Linked DNA regions of Mus musculus: regions 2 and 3 are each linked to region 1. Evidence: chromatin contacts called from public Hi-C and promoter capture Hi-C data. All regions are on one chromosome and are shown on one strand. Each heading gives the region's core, a stretch centred on a gene start, on an enhancer-like site or on the middle of the called end of the contact. The rest is flanking DNA. Distances are from core to core; before and after follow the strand shown.

The links. Promoter capture Hi-C pulls out the DNA fragments that hold promoters and counts their contacts. Hi-C and Micro-C count contacts between places; a contact is called where the count stands out from the background.
Region 2: a contact with region 1 is called in a Hi-C map of the G1E-ER4 cell line, with 2.4 times the contacts expected there. The contact joins the enhancer-like site here to the promoter of Idh3b in region 1. A contact is called at or near these places in 7 of 39 promoter capture datasets (the 3T3-L1 cell line, 3T3-L1-derived adipocytes, HPC-7-derived erythroid cells and 4 more), 2 of 15 datasets of contacts at CTCF or cohesin (large pre-B cells and pro-B cells), 18 of 484 Hi-C or Micro-C datasets (B cells, the G1E-ER4 cell line, the HPC-7 cell line and 11 more), 11 of 115 datasets of contacts at active chromatin or transcription factors (the 230-238 cell line, the NIH/3T3 cell line, the SCID.adh cell line and 8 more) and 4 of 9 other capture datasets (adipose tissue, embryonic stem cells, liver and 1 more).
Region 3: a promoter capture Hi-C map of neural stem cells shows a contact between it and region 1. The contact joins the enhancer-like site here to the promoter of Idh3b in region 1. A contact is called at or near these places in 2 of 39 promoter capture datasets (embryonic stem cells and neural stem cells), 1 of 484 Hi-C or Micro-C datasets (stem cell-derived neural stem cells), 2 of 115 datasets of contacts at active chromatin or transcription factors (embryonic stem cells and extraembryonic endoderm stem cells) and 2 of 9 other capture datasets (adipose tissue and liver).

Annotation. Positions count from the first base shown.
Region 1 is chr2:130,281,790-130,286,557 of GRCm38.p6, forward strand. It overlaps Idh3b (isocitrate dehydrogenase 3 (NAD+) beta), which reads right to left and starts at 2,662. Exons shown (of 12, transcript NM_130884.4): 1 at 2,593-2,662; 2 at 2,382-2,459; 3 at 2,149-2,247; 4 at 1,920-2,040; 5 at 59-119. The coding sequence starts at 2,628.
Region 2 is chr2:130,537,431-130,542,198 of GRCm38.p6, forward strand. It overlaps Ptpra (protein tyrosine phosphatase, receptor type, A), which reads left to right. Exons shown (of 21, transcript NM_001163688.1): 10 at 122-219; 11 at 2,205-2,324; 12 at 3,053-3,219; 13 at 3,865-4,000. Among named protein-coding and RNA genes, the nearest start is that of 4930473A02Rik, 24 kb to the right of the region's middle. Within about 2 kb of position 2,596, at least 81 of the 459 cell types and tissues checked have an H3K27ac peak or open chromatin away from gene starts, as enhancers often do. A contact at or near this core is called in the 230-238 cell line, B cells, the G1E-ER4 cell line and 6 more, where this site is marked.
Region 3 is chr2:130,493,606-130,498,373 of GRCm38.p6, forward strand. All of the region lies in intron 1 of Ptpra (protein tyrosine phosphatase, receptor type, A), which reads left to right. Among named protein-coding and RNA genes, the nearest start is that of Gm52562, 44 kb to the left of the region's middle. RefSeq lists an enhancer at 1-251. Within about 2 kb of position 2,531, at least 108 of the 459 cell types and tissues checked have an H3K27ac peak or open chromatin away from gene starts, as enhancers often do. A contact at or near this core is called in adipose tissue, extraembryonic endoderm stem cells, neural stem cells and 1 more, where this site is marked.

The DNA.
Region 1 (4,768 bases), core at 1,412-3,911:
ATCTGCTTTGTGCCCGGTGCCCAGCACTCCTCAGACCCACACCTACCCATCTACCTACCTCAGCTGCATATCATAGGAGGCTAGTTCACCCTTATACTCCATTGGGGTATAGATCTTTCCTGGGACAACAAAGTAGAGGAGAAGTAATGTTAGACTAGTGTCCAGTCTCCCCACTGACTTCATACAACCTAGACTCCCATCTTCCACTCCCAAACCCCTCAACCCTTTTATTTCTAGTGGCAAGAGGCAAAGGAGAATAATGTGGTGAAAATTAGATGAACTGAGCATAATGCTTTAATTTTAGACATTATGTTGAAATTCCTAAATGACCTAAGAGCTATTTTTTTTTTTAAATCAAAGAACCTGGTTTAATGCCAAGCTGAAAAGCAAGGGTGTCTAGTGACTGCATTATCTCAGCTACTACTTACTGAAAACTGACTATGTATGTAAGGCAACAGGGTATCAGTCAAAACCACAAACTCCTGCCCTCAACGAGAAAGACAACATAAGTTCTGTAGGGATGACAGGAACTAAGCTTAGGAACACAGAAGAGGAAGCCCTCTGGTCATATGAAATGTTACAGAAAAGCTGGTACTTACTGTAGTTAGTTCCTGGTTAAGTACCTTCAGTGAGTTGACCAGTGATAGGCCCCAAATGATAGGCCCATGAGCTTACACCAAGAAACCATAAACATGACTTTATTTGGGGGGGGGGGGGGGGAGGCGGCAGGGAGAAACTATAAATGAGGATTTTATAGTGAGAATTTTGGTTTCTTTATAAAAAAATCCACTGAAATGTTATGAGACTATGTTTTTGTTTTATTCCCAGGTGTGGGATACAGGTCTGCTTCAGACTCTTCACAGCAGTTGACTAAGATTTGCCTCATGCCGGGTGTGGTTTTGCCTGGGATCAGGTAGTTTTTGTGATTATGTAACATTTAGAATTGTGGGAGCTTTTCAAGAGGGTATAGAAATGTTAGGGTCCTGAGAAGCAGAGAGGGGTTGTTGGTTGATTGCCATTTGATAGTAGTTGTGCACAAAGAAAAAACAAGAAAAGGAAATTGGGTATTTTGCTGGTGAGGATCAAACTTGCCCCAAGGAACTTAGAGGGACTGTAGCTTCAGGAACTGAATTATATATGTTATTTTCAGTAGCATCCAATGGCAGTCATAGGAAACTAATGCCACAAGTGAGTGGAGATCCTGATAGGTGACACAGTGACATATACAGGACAATTAGGACAGCGGATTGTGAGCAACGCACAGAACAAATTGTAGAAAGGAAAACAGGAACATCAGGGGCCAGATTATAAAGAACTGACTTTCCTCTGCAAAAGCTGGCCCTGCAAGTGAGGCTGTCCAAGAAAGTGGGTCTATAGGAGGAAACCTACAAGCTAAATAAATAAATAAATAAATAAATTTTTAAAAATCCAATATGGGGAATAAAACAGCACAAGAGAAGAAATGGAGTGGTTAGAATGATCAGCGCACACTGGGTTAGGGTGGCCGTGCCTTTAATCTCAGCCCTTGGGAGGCAGAGGCAGAGAGCAGAGAGGCAGAGGCAGGCAGATCTCTGTGAGTTCGAGTCCAGCCTGGTCTACAGAGAGTTCCAGAACAGCCGGGGCTACACAGAGAAACCCTACCTGGAAAAACTAACAACAACAACAACAACAACAACAAACAATAAATGAACAAACCAAAAAAGAATGGGCACGCAGACACAACTAACAGGGTCTGACCCCGGTGACACAGCCTCAGCAGGTCCCAACCCCTTCCTGACATCACTAACTCCTGGTTTGCCACTGAGAAGAAACAAATTCCTAAATGTCAGTAGAGGCCAGTCTGGAAAACTGATATATACACACTGCAGAGAGAGGGGCTTTATGAACACTGCTCTTAAATGACAGAGTGCCATACAAACCAATGATGGCAACTTTGTTCTCCTTCATGGAACTCAGCACCTGCTCCAGCTTCTCCTCAGAAGCCATATTCTGCACCTCGCTCAGATGATGCTCCTTAAATTCCACAGGGACAGCAGCAGCCTTCAGGGATAAGTCCAAGCACAGGGCTGGGTCAGGTCTGAACTTTCCAACAACCCATCCATCCCTGTAGCCTGATCCGCCACCCATCCCCCGCCCCGGGCTATTCACCTTGAACACTTCCTTGACAGCATGCATGAGCTCTGGCCCCACGCCGTCTCCAGGCAGCATGGTCACAGGAAAGGCACCCTCCACCCTCACATCTTGTGCCTGTGAGTGGGGCCAGCAGAGATGGAGCAGGGGCAGAAGTGGGAGTCAGAGGGAAAGAGGTGGGGAGGGGAAACCCAGGGGAGCGGCAAGGAGGCGACAAGGATGGGCGAGAACGAAGCTGGACTCAAGCGTACCTGGCTCTGGGAAGCGGCGTGAGCCGTAGATGTTCCGAGACCTCTCCATGCCCCGGAGTTCCGAGCGGCGAGCACCGCCTGCGACAGACACAAGGTCAGATCGGGGACACCGCGGCCCCTTACACCGCGATGACCTTGCCTTCTTTTGGAAACCGCGGACAAACCCTCTGTTCTCCCGCCCACCCTCCGCTCAGGTCGTCCCGGGCCTCACTCGGGTCAGCCAGCGGACATTGCTCAGCGCTGCCATGTTCGGCCGAGGAAGTCGCGGGGGAAGTGACGCCGGAAGCGAGCGCGGTCGTGGGAGCTGGACTTCCTGTCAGCCCTGGCGAGCTTGGCGGTTCTTTCTCCCGTACCAATCGGCGGTGTGTACGGATTCACTTGAGTTCTCTCCTTCTGTTTGGTAATGTAGGGTCACAGGACACACAACCAGTTTGTCTGTTTGCTTTGTTTTCACTCGTCAGATTTAATTTCTCTTGAAAATTCAAAACAACATCCAAATATATATGGCCAAGTATTGAACAAGGATGTGAGTTTAACAATAAGTTGAGAAGTCTTGGGAATTTGTGAATGTTTGAATGTTCTGTTATGCGTTATTCTCTTAACTAGTACTCACTGTTAGTCACTTAGAATTCTTTTAAATAGGTAAAATAATTCAGATTACAAAGAAAACTGGTTATGATAAGAAAACTAACTTGGAGTTGATGAGGTAGCTCTGTAGACCAGGCTGGCCTCAAACTCATAGACCCGCCTGCCTCCACCTCCCAAGTGCTGGAATTAAAGGTGTGCACCACCACATCCTGGAAAAAAAAAAAAAGAAGCTGAAAAATAAAAGCTAATTCTTTTGCTCCACTGTATAGTATGCTATAATTTAAATTTACTAAATTGCTTAATCCTTTCTTAAATAGGCAGATACCTAGTATGAAATCTGATTTGGGCTCTTCTCAGCAACATTGCTGTGTATATCCCTGTACATTCTCCTTTGTACATATGATGAAGATTATAACTATCCTGCAGGGCACCTCTAGCCATGTATGTATTACAGGTGAAATGGTGTGTTTTCAATAGTTTGATTATAGATCTGTGTGTGTTTCACTCATGAATTTGTTCTCATGCAGTAAACAGAAAACTCATTCATCATGATAGCTGATAGTTTCTCTCCCACTACTTCTGGAAATAAAGAGTTACTGACATTGATTTAGCTGCTTAGTTATGTCCCCAGGGATCCTGGATGGGGGGCGGGTCCTCTATATCATCTCCTCTCAAAACTCCATTAGATTGCTAAACCCAGTGTCTATTTTATAATAGAATGTTGAGTATCTCATATAATTTATTGAGTGCTACACGGAAAGTGTATCAGAACAGGCATGTATGTTTTGTTGAGACAGGATCTCTCTTTATATCCCTGGTTGACCTATAACTTCCTATGTAGACCAGGCTGACCTGGAACTCAGAGAGATCCACCTGCCTCTTTGCTTTCTAAGTGCTAGGATTAAAGGCGTGTACCCCATGCCTGCCTAATGGACTTGTATCAATTACTTTTATCATTGTTGGGACAAAACACAGACAAAAGCAGCTTTCGAAAGAACAGATTTACTTTAGCTCATGGCTCCAGGAGACCCCAGTCACCACAGAGGGGAAGGGACGGCAGCAAGATCAGGAAGCAGCTGGGCTCTCTCTCTCTCTCTCTCTCTCCAGTTCAAACTGGCCATTTTCACTCAAGGCACATCAGGTATCTGAGCAGGACCATCAGGGAGAAGACTCTAGGGCCCTATAAAGTACACAAGCAGATACATGGGGGTGGGTAGAGGCTGCTCCGTAGTTACGAGCATTTACTGCTCTTGCAGAGGACCCAGATTTTGTTCCCGGCACCCACATGACAGCTCACAACCATCTGTAATTCCAGTTCCTGGGGATCCAATACTTCTTCTGACCCTTGTATGCATATGATGCACATACATACACTCAAGGGCATACACATAAAATAAATATTTTTAAAAATACACAAACAGCATCAATATAGTGGACTCCCAGCTTTAGGGCCTCTCCCAATTCGAAAAGATAAAACTTCTACTTTTGCTTTCTCTATGGCTTGGTCTTCTGTCTTTCTTGAACACTCAGTTCTCTGTCCATTTCAAGGAACAAACCTGGCACTCCCCTAGACGACCACCAGTACTATATGACATATTCACATAACCTTCAAAAAGAAGTCAGATTTGGAAGTGCCCACTAGAGGCATGTGTTGTTTTGGATTAGACATGAGAGGGGTTTTGGCGATGTTAGGAATCTCCTATACTCTTACCGGACGGTGGTTCTGAGTGTATACTGTGAGCAAGCAATGGAGGAGCTTGAGTAACTCATGCAAAGGAAACCATTGGTCCAGACAGACT
Region 2 (4,768 bases), core at 1,346-3,845, 260 kb after region 1:
ATGGATAATAAGGTGGATATCCCCCTGAAGATATGTAGGCACAAAATTCCAAAAATCAGACTGAGTAGTCTCAGATCCTAGAGTTATTTCCCCTTTCCAATCCTCACTTCGGCTGCTTTAGGACCAAAAGAAGAAACAGTGAATGACTTCTGGAGAATGATATGGGAACAAAACACAGCTACTATTGTCATGGTGACCAACCTGAAGGAGAGAAAGGAGGTAAGCCGGAAACTTAGAAGCAAGCCCCAGTATATCTGGCATATCTGGTAGATGGAGGGTCTGCTCTGCTGGAGCTCTAAGCTGGAGCCTAGCTGTCTTCTTTCTTCTGTTACTCCACTAGTAGATTGTCCAGGCAGGCTAATGTGTCTCTTCCTGTAGCCTGGAAACTTCAGGTGAGTATCAGGACAGGGGCTAGAGGTGTCCATGGCACGTTGTCATGTCTGGAATTAAAATAGCTCATTCTCATTCCAAAGTAACCAAGAAGGGAGACGTGGGCCATTAACTAGAAAAGGCAAGAGGCTTTCCCCTCAGTGTCTCTGGTCCCTTATTCCTTTAGTTTCCTGTAGCACCTTCTAAAGCTTTTGGTATACCCTCAAGCTGATAGAGGGAACCATAGAAACGAATAAAATTAGCAGAGCCCCTAATATAGGTGTGGCCAGCAGGAGGGCAGTGAAGCTGAAGCCACACCAAGTCTGTTGGCTGCTGCTGCTGCTGCTGCTTTGTGTGTGTGTGTGTGTGTGTGTGTGTGTGTGTGTGTGTGTGTGTGTGAATTTCACATCATGCACCTGAATCTTACTCATCTCTCTCTCCCTTCATATGCATCCTCCACCCTTGTTACCTCCCCACCCCCAACTCAGAAAAAAATCTCTAGTATGTCACAGTGTATCCCACAGTCCACCCTTTCGTCCATATTATTTGCTTATTTGTTCATTGCAATGACTTGCTGGTCTGTTAAAGGCCTCTGGCTTCTGCTACTCTGTTGATAGATACTGGGGACTCCTCTTGGGTATCCCGTTGTTGCTCTATGTCATGAAGATCCTATAGTTTTTGATCTGTAATACCAGCCCGTTCATGAACTCCCAGCAGTTCATTGATGGGGTAGTTGTTGGTATGAGCCAATTCAAAGCCCTAGATCTGGGCCTCAGAGTGTCTGAGCTGGTCAGCCCGCTGGCTCTCCTACTCACATGTCCATGGGGCAGGCTCACCAGTAACCACTGCTTCCAGGGCCAACTCTACCCTGCTGCCTGAGAGAGGACAGGGTCCTGGGGGCAGCTTCTAACAGCTCCTTTTTACTTCCTGGCCTGATCAGCTCTGTAGCTGGGCCATAGCCAGTGCCAAACTTGAGTGCTTTAGTCACTGTTCTATTGCTGTGAAGAAACACCATGACCAAGGTAACTCTTAGAAAAGATAGCACTTTTATTGGAGCTTGCTTACAGTTTCTAAGATTTAGCCCATTATCATTTGATGAGGAGATGGCAGCATGAAGGCAGGCTTGTTGCTTGAGAATAACAGAGTTCTACGTCTGGATCTGCAGGTAGTAGGAAGAGAGAAATGCCACACCTCCTCATCCTTCTCAAGTCATTCCACGCCCTGATGACTAAGCATTCAAATCTATGAGCCTATGGCGGCCATTCTCATTCAAACCACCACACTGAGTCATAGATCAGCCCACAGAGATGAATCCTCATTTATGACTTTCTCAAGGAGGGCCCTCTGTCACCTCAATCCATTGTGGATTGTTGAGCGCTTAGAAGGGTAGTTTGGGACCAGGGTCTATGATAGTATGCTCTAAGGCGACCAAGCAAACTGTTAGCTCTTGGAAGCTGCTGAGTCAGCAGGAAGACCTTGGGTAGACAACAAGCCAATAGTTTGTATGAGTACACTGTAGTAGCTCTGTCACAGCATTTGGCCAGTCCCTCCTTCACACAGGCTTGTGTCTAAAGCCTGACCTGGGAGATTGGGTGGTGCAGGTTTTGTGGTAAAACAGTTTCCTGTTTGCCTTGAGCTGAGCGGTAGGAGTGGAAAAGATGGAGAGGTCTGTGAGTAAGGCTGGGTGCCGCTGAAGAGAAAATAAGTTACAGCAACTAACCCTTTAGCTGACAGACGTGACAGAGGAGAGACAGGCTTTGTGGGGGGTTTTCTCTCAGTCCCTTTATTTACATCTGCAGTCTTGAGTGAGAGACATGTGTCTGTTTTCATTGTAGTGTAAATGTGCCCAATACTGGCCAGACCAAGGCTGCTGGACCTATGGGAATGTCCGTGTGTCTGTCGAGGATGTGACTGTTCTGGTGGACTACACAGTACGGAAATTCTGCATCCAGCAGGTACAGTCTTCTGCCTCCTATCCAGGCATTTGTGTGGTGTCTGCCAACCATTAAGAGGGTGGGAAGGTCTGGGTTGTCCCCTTCTTACTCAGGAGGTCAGAAATCACACAATATACCATCTGTGTGGGTTCTGCAACCAGGGATCTGACCTCCAGGAACTCCTCTGTTAAATAAGCAGTGTTTTTATGGCTGGGAGGAAAGGGACCTGTTCAGGCAAAGTGCTCTTGCCTTGAACGTGCCAAGGCCGTGTGAAGAGGGTTTCAGGAAGTGGGGCAGTCTTCTGGATGCTGGGTTCACCTTGCTAAAGATCTCTTATACCAAAGCTATGCCAGGACTATTGTAAACCTTCCAGAGTGACCGTGGAGGTCTGAACCACATTGGGGTTGTTGGGGTCCAGGGTGCTATGGAAAGAGGATTTACCAAGAATCCGGAGCCCTGCTAGCTGTGCTTTGATCCCAGCGCTGAGAGGCACAGGCAGGAGGATCTCTGACTAGGAGACCAGCCCGTTGTACATAGTGAGATCCTGCGCTCTGTGTATGTCTCCAACCCTGCTGTTTACCATAACGGTTCTTGGGCTCAGACCAGGCCACTAAAGTTCTCTTGAGTTTGGCTGTGTTTGTAGGCCAAGCATGGTAGCAGCTGCACAGCCTCCTGACCGCTGTCACGTGTGCCTGCCCTCCTGCTGCCCTCCTTGTCACCAGAACAAACACTTCACTCCTTACTGACAGGTGGGCGACGTGACCAACAGGAAACCACAGCGCCTCATCACTCAGTTCCACTTCACCAGCTGGCCAGACTTTGGGGTGCCTTTCACCCCAATTGGCATGCTCAAGTTCCTCAAGAAGGTGAAGGCCTGTAACCCTCAGTACGCAGGGGCTATCGTGGTCCACTGCAGGTCAGTGTGGCCTGACTCTTGCCACTTTCTGCCCCCTTGGCCAGTAAGGGGTCAGCGCAGGGACCTGACCCAGGGGGCTGACACAGAAGACATGCATAGCTGGGACCCCAGGCAGCAGCCAGAAGGAATCCTCCAGCTCTGTTCTGAGGTGGAGAATATGACCGGGGAGTTAGGCAGCTTACTCTGGTTCTGAAATAACTATGAAGGAAGACTTGAGTCAGAGACTATGTCTTACCTCCAAAAGCTGCATTTGCAGTTATAGAAATTGTTCCCTGGCTCCCATTATTTTCAGTATATACCCCTGACAATGCATGAGATAAAATCATCTGCTCTTGCTATTATATTTATTGGCGTTAATGTACCTTTCTTCTTAGGAGGGCAGCCCTCCTTGGTCTGGAGTAGAGAGACCACACTGTGAAGCCAGTTGGCTGACTCAGTTCCCTTGACAACTTGAGACCCTTAAATATCAGGGTACCCAGGCTCTGATAACTAGAGACCAGGAACTCCTAGCTCAGTAGGATTGTTGACACTAGCTCAGTGTTCTGTCCCATTAGGAATTACAGTTTGTCTGCTTGGAGCCCCCTGAGCTGTGCACTCTGCCCTGCCTGCCCCTGAACGCACTAACCCCATGCTCTCTGGCTACAGTGCAGGTGTAGGGCGCACTGGCACCTTTGTTGTCATCGATGCCATGCTGGACATGATGCATTCGGAACGCAAAGTGGATGTATACGGGTTTGTGAGCCGGATCCGGGCCCAGCGCTGCCAGATGGTACAGACAGACGTGAGTGACCAGCGGGTGAGGCAGGGGAAAGGCTTTCTATTGCCAGGACGCCTGCCTGCTCTGAGGACTCCATTGTGCATGGGCATCATACAGTGTGTATGCACATGCATGGAACGCATGTGTTGATCAAAGGACAGATTACATGTTAGTTCCTTCCTTCTGCCATATACGTAAAGAAAGTAGGCATGGGGATTGGAGAGGTGGCTCAGTGGTTAAAAGCACTAGCTTTTCTTCTAGAATATCCAGGTTTAGTTCCCAGCAGCCACATGGAATGGAAGCTAACAACTATCTGTAACAGTGTCTCCAGTTCCAGGAGACACAACACCCTCTTGTAGCCTGTAGAAACTAGTATGCACATAGTATTTACACATACATACATGAGGCAAAACACTCATACACATAAAATAAATAAAAATCTTTTTAAAAGGAAATAGCGCATACAAGAGGTTGTAGCTCCGTGGCTGGGGGAAACAGAAAGGTGGCTGTTGTTTCTATTGGACCTTAAGGATAAGGGAACAGTTGGTATTGAATGCAAACGTGCTAGGGCCCACAGTCATGATGCTGCTAAGTCCAAGAGCAATAGTGAGACTCTGGGCACATCACAGACCCGGGATGGATCCAGGCTGGTCTGCCCTGCAGACCTTGCAGGCTCCAGACTTTGGTATCCGCCAGGCCAGAACCATGTCTCCCAACCTAACCGCCCCACCCTCAGGAGAACTCATGCATTTCAAGTGCTGCGTCACTGTATTGGGACAGTATGAATGACAA
Region 3 (4,768 bases), core at 1,281-3,780, 210 kb after region 1:
TGATAATATTAATCGTTCCATATACCACATCTAGATGCTTCCACTTTGCATTCATATTAATTTTTACCTTCTGTTTTTGATTGTGTGTGCTTGTTGTTTCATTTTAACAGTATGCTGGTATTTTGCACTTCCCAGATGATTAGTGATTCTCACATTTTTTTCATGTGCTTGTCTTCCAAATACCTTCATTTGTTGTCATTTTACAGTGTTGGGTCTAACCCCAGGATCTTTTAAAGGAGGGTGATGGGGTTCAAGACTGGGTTTCTCTGTGTATCTCTGGTGTCCTGAAACTGACTCTGTAGACCAGACTGGCCTCAAATTCAGAGATCTGCCTCTGAGTTCTGGGATTAAAGATGTGCACCACACAGCCTGGCTTAACCCAGGATTTTTTTTTAATTCTTCTTTTAATTTTATTTATTTATTTATTTATTTTACTTATTCACTTTGCATCCCATTCACGGCCCCCTCCCGCTCGCCTCCTCCCACAACCCTTCCCTCATCTTCCCTCCCCTTTTCCTCTGAGCAGGTGGGGGTCCCCTTTAGGATCCCTGCCACCCTGGCACTTCAAGTCTCTACAACGCTAGGTGCTTCCTCTCCCACTGAGACCAGACAAAGTAACCCACCTAGTAGAACATATCCCACATTACAGGCAACAGCTTTTGGGATAGCCCCTGCTCCAGTTGTTTGGGACCCACATGAAACCAAGCTGCACATCTGCCTCATATGTGCAGGAGGCCTAGGTCCAGCCCATCTATGTACTTTGGTTGATGGTTCAGACCCTGAGAGCCCCCGAAGGATCTAGGTTAGTCGATTCTGTTGGTCTTCCTGTGACATTCTTATCCCCTTCGGGGCCTGCAATCCTTCCTCCTATTCTTCTATAAGAATCCCCAAGCTCCATCCACTGTTTGGCTGTGGGTGTCCGTATCTGTCTGAGTCATCTGCTGGGTGGAGCCTCTCAGAGGGCTACATGCTCTTGTCTGTAAGCATTATAGTATCAGTAGTGTTAGGGATTGGTGCTTGCCCATGGAAGGGGTCTCAAGTTGGACTGAATATTGACTGGGCATTCCCCTAGTTTCTGGCTCCATCCCCTATGCCTGCATTACTTGTAAACAGGATAAATTTTGGGTTGAAAGTTTTGTGGGTAGTTTGGTTAACCCAGGATCTTAACGAATGCTAAGACCAGTGCTCTGCTACTATACCCTTACATGCATTTTTATTAAAGTATCTGTGTCTAGCTAATAAAGCCACCCTTTATTAGCGAGAAAATTTTAAGATTTCTACCTATTTATGACTTGTCTTAATTTTTCTGTTTACTCTGTTTTATTTTGTTTTGTTTTGTTGTGTTTTTTTTAATGTTATTTTATACCAAGTGTCATGGTTCAAGTGAAGGTCTGTAAATTCAGGTTAGCCTGGTTTACATTGTCAGTTCCAGGTCGGCCAGGGCTTTGTAGAGAGATCCTCTGTCTTAGTCAGGGTTTTACTGCTGTGAGCAGACACCATGACCAAGGCAACTCTTATAATTTAATTGGGGCTGGCTTACAGGTTCAGAGGTTCAGTTTATTATCATCAAGACAGGAGCATGGCAGCATCCAGGCAGGCATGGTGCAGGAGGAGCTGAGAGTTCTACATCTTGATCTGAAGGCTGCTAGCAGAATACTTGCTTCTAGGCAGCTAGGATGAGGGTTTTAAAGTCCCCGCCCACAGTGACACACCTACTAGTGCCACTCCCTTGGCCGAGCATATACAAACCATTACATCCTGTCTCCAAAAAAAAAAGTAAAAACACAACAAAAAAAAACAAATAAATCAACAAATAAACAGATAAATAAAATGGTGCTTTGTATACACGTCACATTGTCGTGCAGCTGTCACATCCATATGTAAAAGTCTTCCATCTTCAGCTGAGCCTGTACTCCTCACACATCGACACTCCTTCCTCCTTCCCACCACCTATAGCCACCAACACTGCATGTTTGTTCTGATTCTGGACTTTACTACTCTCAGAATTTCAGAGTATTTGACCTTTCCTGCCTGATTTCCTTTTTATTTAGTTGCGTGTGTATTGGGAAGGAAGGAGAGTGTGGCAGGAGAACGCAGGTCAGTATTGGATATATCTTCCTTAATCAGTTTTCCCCATTTTTTTTTTTTTTTTTTGAGCCAGCGTTCCACACTGAACCTGGAGCTCCCTGATTCAGTTAAAGAGCCTGGAAATAGACCTGGGTTCAATCCCCAGGACTGAAAAATCACAAATATGTAATAGAAATTCAGGAACATACCCTGAGTTTTACTAAGTGAAAAAAGCCAGATACAAGAGGTCAAATATTATAGGATCCCAAAGAATGGTAAAACTCAAACTCAGAAAGTACAGTGGTGGTTGCCAAAGCCTGGAGAAAAAAGAGGGTGCAGTGTTTGTGTTAGGGACCTCCCTCCAGAGCTCCCAGCCAGCTCTCTTTCATTCTCTTTCTCTTAGTGTCTCTCCTTGCTCCCTGCCCACCCTCTCAGGCAGTGTCAGCTCCCTGCTCTGCATCCACCGACTGCTTCTTTCGATGTCTTCTGCCTGGCTTGCTCATTACTGCATTTGTCACCTGATCAGCTGCCTTTGTCCCTCCCTTGGCTTTTTGCCTGACTTTGATGGCAGCTGCCCTGTCATTGCCTGTGTGCTGCTCTGCCCCTTCTCCCATTGCCCTGGCAGATACAGCGTGTTCTGTAGTACTGTGCATTCTGCACATTCACAAGTAAACTCATCCATCACCTCCCGTCTGTGTGCCCCAGAACCTGGCCATCCTCTGCCTACGACATTGTAATTCACTTAAATCCAACACGTGGGCCATGCATCCCCCAGCATCTGAGGAACTCTACACTGGTATTCTCTCTGGAGTCTGTCTTAGGAGCTAGTCTTCCCCTCCTCTAGTTCCTCTTGCTTTACTGGCTGTATTTCTTCTGAAGGCTTTGGTCAGTGACTCCCCTCACCTCACAGTCAGTTAACAGGATGGAGCTTCTATCCTGTTAACTGTTCCAAATTCCAGATTATTCTGTCAGTTTCCTTACACTCTAACCATTGGTATTTCACAGTTGTGTTCACCAGTAAATCAGAACTTTTTATTATGAGGAAATTTTAAAAATCTTCTTACCGTGGGCAACAGCCCTTTGGTGATGTATTGGCTGCCTCATCTTGTCTCATGTGCATCATGTCCCTTGCTTCATCCTCTCAGACACTTGTCTGCTGTTTCCAGGTTTGTATTGAGGTCCTGCTTGATGCCTGTGTTAGAACTGTGTCCTCTGAGCATGACATGGCCATTGCCATCTTGATATCTGAGCAGCTATTGTTACCTCCTGAACCATTGTCCTGAAATACCCGTCACCACTCCCCACTGTTCCAGCTGCACGTAGTCCTGCCACAACTCCACAGTCTCGGGATTTAAGAGTATATAGGAGAGGGAAGGTCCATGAGATTGAGATCTCCTGATTCATCACCAGTGCCAGGGGTAGGGCTTATTCTCTGGTGCAACTGTCTAGTAGTCCTCATTGCTCTGTAAATAATTCCTAATCCATGAGCAATCCTTTCTGTGGTCTGTCAGGTGTCCTCTGTAACCAGCAGACATTCCTATGCCTCTTCTCGGCTTGTTGTCACTGATGGTACAAGACAAGCTATTTTAAGCTTTGAAGGCCTCTTTGTTTTGACAGCCTGGTCATTCTCTTAGCTAACTTGTATTCTTCCAAGTTTTGCTTTACATCATCTTCACTGAAAATTGCCTCTGTAGTTTGTACTTCTCCCACCTCATTTTATTGCCTTTTGGCTACCTTTTTATGACTGGTAATAATCCAGGATAGTTTGTGCCTTCTGCAGGTAAATGAAGCCTCTGCTAACAGTGTCTATATCTAATTTCTGTATCCTCCAATATTTAGTAAATTAAAAGGAAAAAAATGGGCTGTAGAGTTAGAAAAGCCAATGTTTAAGTACCAGTAAACATTTATTACTGTGTAGCCTTGAACAAATTCCTTAATCTCTAGAAAAATAGTATCTAACTCATAACATTATGAGAATTAAATAGAATAAGGTACATAAATGCCTATTACAAGTCACAAAGCAAGCAATCAAGGATTATAGCTATGTATTGTTTCCAATAATAAACATTGCTAAGCAAGTGAGTAGTTGCCTGAAGTGGCTGGTCCCTCCTTCTAGTCAGGTCACCTGAGCAGGTCCAGGAGATGGCCCAGAGCAGTTTGAAATGACTCCCAGCTGACATTTGTCCCACACTTGGAAGATATTTTCCATAAGACTGGGATCTGAAAGCATATCTTTCCCACTACAAACTCTATCTCTATCAGAGAGGTGAGTTTACTTAAAATCAAGACCAGAACCAAATGCAGAATGTTTGAACATCAGCCCTTGATTAATCTGATCATATTTTCAAGGCCCACCACTCCAGCAATGAAACAGTCTGTAAAATAGAAATAGAATCATTAATTAGTTGGCTTCTTTGAGAGATTTATCTGTTTCTTCATTAGATCCGTGAGGAAGAGCCAGGTAATCTTAATCTGAATTCTACCTGCTGAGAACCTATCTTTCCGATTTCTTTATCTGCAAAATGGGAGTAAAAAGAGTGGTAAGACAAGAGGCCAAACGTGGTCCTGCACACCTTTGATTCTCAGTGCTTAGGAGGCAGAAGTAGGAGGATCTCTGAGTTTGAGACCAGCCTAGACTCCATATGGAGTTCCAGGACAGCCAGGGCTGCAGAGAGAAACTGTGTCTCAATAAAGAAATAAA